Regions from separate parts of the Zea mays genome. Here region 2 is linked to region 1. The links are chromatin contacts, called in public Hi-C maps. All regions are on one chromosome and are shown on one strand. Each heading gives the region's core, a stretch centred on a gene start, on an enhancer-like site or on the middle of the called end of the contact. The rest is flanking DNA. Distances are from core to core; before and after follow the strand shown.

What was found. Hi-C and Micro-C count contacts between places; a contact is called where the count stands out from the background.
Region 2: a Hi-C map of ear shows a contact between it and region 1, with 2.3 times the contacts expected there. The contact joins the promoter of LOC100277201 here to the promoter of LOC100502392 in region 1. A contact is called at or near these places in 3 of 25 Hi-C or Micro-C datasets (bundle sheath, ear and leaf).

Annotation. Positions count from the first base shown.
Region 1 is chr1:212,019,005-212,021,715 of Zm-B73-REFERENCE-NAM-5.0, reverse strand. LOC100502392 reads right to left here and starts at 1,277. Exons shown (of 2, transcript NM_001196870.1): 1 at 532-1,277; 2 at 1-389. The coding sequence starts at 1,060. The coding sequence ends at 10.
Region 2 is chr1:212,264,515-212,267,304 of Zm-B73-REFERENCE-NAM-5.0, reverse strand. LOC100277201 reads left to right here and starts at 1,532. Exons shown (of 5, transcript NM_001350256.1): 1 at 1,532-1,988; 2 at 2,736-2,790. The coding sequence starts at 1,732.

The DNA of each region.
Region 1 (2,711 bases), core at 28-2,527:
GCCGTTTGATCACCTCGGATGGCCGTGGAAGAAATGCGAGCCGCCGTACGGTCCGGGCGTCGTCGGCGTCGGGTACGGGTCCATGACCACAGCCGATGACGAGACGGGCCCCGCCCCCGCGACGCTGCCTTCGCCCGCCGTGCCCGGGGAGGACCCGTCAGTGGCGTGGCGGAAGCCGCCGCCGCCCGCAGCGACCGACGATGATGGGTCCGGGCCGACGTCGTGCAGGATGCCCTTGAAGACGTGGCCGGCGATGTTGACGCTGGTCTGGTACGCCACCTCGGCGCCAGGCTCGTCGACCGGGCCCAGGCGGACGCAGCGGAACAGCGCCTCCGAGCTCACCTCCCGCGGGAACCGCTCCGCCGCCACCGCCATCTGTTGCTGCTCCCCTGCTCGATCGATCAAGCACATGCATGGTCTCCATCGAGTATTAGGTACGGTGGTGGTGAATTGCTTGCTTGTTAGCTAGTGAAGATGAGCAGGACGTGCAGTGCAGCACTGCACGCTGGTAGCTAGGAATAAAATACGTACCCGAGGAAGTGGTAGTGGCGGTGGTAGAGGAGGGCTGAGCACCGACGGTGGCGTCGCGGTGGCGCTTGGAGGGCTCGGTGACCTGCTGCTGGCGCTCCCGGCGCTTGGCTGCGGGCACCCAGGTGGACTTGACATGGGTTGGGCAGTCGAAGCCCCGGGTCTTGCAGCAGGTGCGGCAGCGCATGTGGACGCAGTCCTTCTTGGCCTGGTTGCCGCAGTCCTGGCAGCTGATGGTTCCCGCGCCGGCGGCGACGAAGGCGTCTGAACCCCTGCCGCCGCGCGAGGAGCCCGCGAAGGGGTCATCGGCGAAGCGGATGATGTTGGGCGCGTAGAAGTGGTGGTGGTGCTCCTCCGCCGGGTGGTGCGGCCATAGCTGGAACCCGCCGCGCGGCGCGGCGGCCGTGTAGAGGTAGGCGGCGGCGGTGGCGGAGTCGGAGCCGGAGGCGGAGGAAGGGTTCACGTGAGGGTGGTGGTGGTGGTGGTGGTCGCCGCGGCCGTGGCCTCCTCCGCCTAGAGGGAAGCCCGCCATGCGGCCAGATCCATAGGCGGGCAGCGCCGGATCGCCCGTGCTCGGCTACCGCGCTTCTCCCCGCAGCCGCAGCATGACCGCGCCGCGTGGCGGGCGCGCGACGCGCGAATTTTGAGCGCTCTCGCGCGCGGCCCGGCCGCGCGGCAGCAGCTAGCGGGTAGCTAGCTATGTGTCGACCGATCTAAGGTGGCGTGCAGGGGTAGTGGGGGTCGTTCCCTAGAATTTTGGCGTGTCTGCGCGTGAGGAGGGGAAGAAAGGAAGGGGAGAGGGAGGAGGGAGAGAAAGGTAGTAGGAGAGGAGCTCAAGTGAGGTAGCTTTGTGTGGTGAGGTGAGTGATGAAGGGGCCGGGGGAGAAAGCGACAGCAGACGGAGGAGGGCCTGCTACGCCGCCAACGATCCTGCACTGCACTGCACGCTCCCAAAACGCCCCGTTTATTTATATAAAATATACTCAAACACTTTCTCTCTCTTTCTCGCCTACCAACGTGGGTAGTAGAACTAGTGTACTGCAACTACTTTATACGACGTCGTACTCGTATTATTTCCTCGAGACGAGGATGTATGTCCGGTTCAGATTAAAGCCTGTTGTTTACCGTGCTCCACTTGTAATTTAGAGACAAAAACACTGAATAGAAGCCGGTACGAATTAAATTCAAGCAAACAATGCTGATTCTCTCTATCTCTAAGCACGCTAGGGGTGAAAACTGTCGGAAACGATCGGTAAACACTAAAACCATTTTCGGTTTCATATTTTTCCACGGAAACGAGATAAAAAAACGGTAACTCCGGAAACGAAAACAACATCGGTACTTCGAAAACATCGAAAATGAAAGTTTGGTACAAAAATTACATTGGTTACGATTGGAATCTAAAACTCGATCGGTAAAAACGGTAACATGTACCCTCAATTAACTTCAAAAATTCACGCAAGTCATACATTCATATAAAATTGGTAATAATATATAAGATAGGAGGTCACATTAAATATATAAGGTAAGAAGTATACTATAATAAAATCATTATTATATATTTAAGTAAAGTAGAATCAAGATGTATATAATGATATGACACTTACATTCTATTTGTACTCCTACTACTTGGCATAGTCAATATAATTAGTGTCCTATTGGTCCTTCTTAAGTTCTCGTGTAAATCATGAATATATGTATCAAGAGTAATAACAGGTAAGAAAACATAAATAAGATTTATAAAAGTTTCAAACGATTCTAAACTATATACCATTAGATAGATCTTGATTTTAGGAAAATAATAAAATTAGTTTCATATTTTTCTAAGCTAAGATGAATTTATTTTGAATTTATAAAGGTCAGTCCAGATTTAATAATTTTCTCGAAAAAAGTACCGAATTTATTACCGACGGTAAAATACCGAATAAAAACGGTAAATTCGGAAACGGTCGGAAGAGTACCAAACCGTTTCCGCTTCCGGTTCTTTCTATTGATTTTGTTTCCGTATTTTCGGTAACCGTTTTCGTTTTTGTTTAGACCTAAATTTCGGTAAAACTTCGAAAATGATTCTCGATATCCAAAAATTACCGTTTCCGTTTTCGCCTCTAAAGCACGCCATATATTTTCTCCATACTTTTTTTATTTGTCGTGGTTTAGTTTAAAAAAATTACTAGCAGCCAACA
Region 2 (2,790 bases), core at 283-2,782, 250 kb before region 1:
GGTTAACTATATGCAATTGGGTTTATAATTGTATATATATATTCTAGCTCCGTCGACTCGTGATCGTGTGTCGGTTGGGAACTTCGGAACAATCGACGGTTCGACGATAGAACGGAACGGATGGGACGGCTCAGTGGTTGAGGCAGTGATGAAGTCTCCGGTCGTGTCGTTGAAGATGTATATATTTTTCCCTATACAATGACCAAGTGTGCGGATGATATGTCTTCAGTTGACCTCATGCACTGATCCCATCTACCCACGCCGCACGCGCGAGTAACCCGTGTGTGCGGTGAAAGATACAATACAAACACTCGCCATCTCTATCCTACGACCAACTCGTAATAACAGCAGCAAAAGATATCGACAGATGCCAAACGGAATCTTGCTTTATCAGTATCAAGACAGATTTTTTTTTGAACGTAGTATCAAGACAGATTCACATGAAACACAAAATGGTAAAGCTCATAAACAGGGGAATATATATATCCATCATACTTTCTCAGTCTCATAAAAAGAGTCGCTATAAGATTCGTACCGATTCACTTTAACGACATTTGTAGAAACTGTTATCAATATTTATATATGTTTTTATGAAATTTATTGTAAAAAAATGTATTTAATGGTTGATCTAATAATGTCCTTTAAAAATATTAATATTGTGTCAAAAAAAATATTTGGTTTTTTAAACAAATGAGGGTGGTATTTTTTTTATAAGATAGAGAAAGTAGCAAGGGCTCGCCCTGCTCTCCACTCCCGCGCCGACATCGCTGATGCCGTCGTCGACGACGACTCAGGTGGATTTGAGCCGCACATCCTCTGTCCTCTAGATCGCCCGCTTCCTCGTGCTTTGTCTCTGACGCGGTAAGGGAGGTCTGCTCCCTGGCTGGGGGAGGGAGGAATTTATAGCGTGTTGTTTGTCTCTGATAAGATAAGTTTTATTCATAAGCATGTTTATCTCTTAGTGTTGGTTAGGTGGGGAGTCGTGAAAGGAATAGATCGAGATAATTCTTATCATGAAGCATGATTATCTCTCTCTGTTGGTTACGCGAGGGGAGAGGCAGAAAGAATATTATAGATCCGTGCGCGTGCTATAAATGATTTTAAAAAATTTGTTTAAATAGACTAAAAGCTACTGCTATTATCTCAATGTGAGCTCCTCAATCAATGGTAGCAAGTAGTAAGGGCTGTTTAGGTTTGCAGCAGACTTTCTATCCTACTCTATATTTTAAAATTCACTCCTTAACAGTACAGTGCAAAAACCATAGTTAATCGAGTTAGTGAAAATACTGATATTTTTAAATGTGAAGTTGTCACCATGTCACTTCTCGAAAATAAGTTTTTCATTTTGTTTGCGGAAACAGTACATGAGAGAAAGAAACGACTGCTGTACAAATTTCTTTCTTTCAGAAATGACTGCTGTCATGTGGTGGGAGAGTTTACCCTGCACCGCATGTTCTCAGACTGACGCGTGCGCTCCAGGTCTTCCTCCCCCACATGGCAGCGTGCGTAGGCGACGGGCTGTAACCGATGCCTACCGCACCAACTCTTTTAACCCCCTTCCTCTCCAGGGAACGAGACCAGAATCCCCCGTCGACGCGCACGCGCAGAGCTCCGCATCCGCACCGGCCGCCGGCGGCGTGGATGGGGAAGCTCTCCGCCCTGAAGCGGGAAGCGGTCGGAGTGGACTAGGCGCTCGGTGACTTCCTAGTTTAGAAGCGGTAGGTGGAGGCGATGCGGGGCGGGGCGATGAAGGCCCTGCGGCGATCCAGCACCTCCTCGGCGCCATCGCCAAGGGTGCCGTCTTCCCCGCGGTCTTATTCGTGGATCCACCGCCGGTCGCTTCTCGTTACCTCGCCGGCCTCGCCGGCGACGTCCTCTGTGTCTGAATCGGCGAATTTGCCCGCGGAGGGTTCGGATTCAGCGCCAGCGTCAGTGGTGGCAGCTTCCTCGTCGCCCTCGCTGGCTGCTTCGTCTCCGAACATGGAATGGTGGGGCTATCCTGTCCGGATTTCTCCTCGTGCTGCATGGGTCGCTTCAAAATGGGGAATAATTGTTGGCTACTTGATATTTCCCAACAACGATTCGCGCACTTATTCCCAAAATTATGCTGTTCTGGTAGCACAGTGGAAGTGGTAGTTTGTTCGGTACTATTATTCTTATAAGATTTGCTTTAGTCTCTTAGATTAAAAAAAAGCTAATTTGTTTGCTGTTCAAGTGCTCTGCACCAGTTACTAGGTGCTTCTCTACGCTTTGATCTAGTTAAGTCTTGCGCAGCAGCTCGCAGTATCAGGCGCAAAGTTCTGGCTCACTTGCAGTGCTATTTGTGTGAAATGTAGATGGAATGTTTGTTCAATTCATTGTAAGAACTATAGGAGCATTTTAGCCTATGGGCAGTGGTAGCCTGGTAGAGTTCTAAACCGTGTCATCTGAAACTGTGTCATGAATGACATTTCATAATGTTGGTTCGTTAACTTGGCATTGATTGCTGAAATCTTGAATTTGATACCTTGAGCTTTTGTGCTAGTAGTTGCTGATATGCTAGATTTTGGGTTGTATTGATACATTTGCAGTAACCAATGAAGTACTACGCCTTAGCTATTAAGGCTAGCATTGCAGTTCATTGTTTGTTTTCAGAATGAAAGTCAGTAGCTGTGGTCAAGTTGTATCTTTGGTATGTTACAATAACGCAGAACATGGAATCATCAGCTAACTTCAACTTATTATTTCTTCTCTAGTACATTTCATTCTAGGGGTGGAATTAAATCTCCGTGGTCTCGAAGAAAAAGGAAA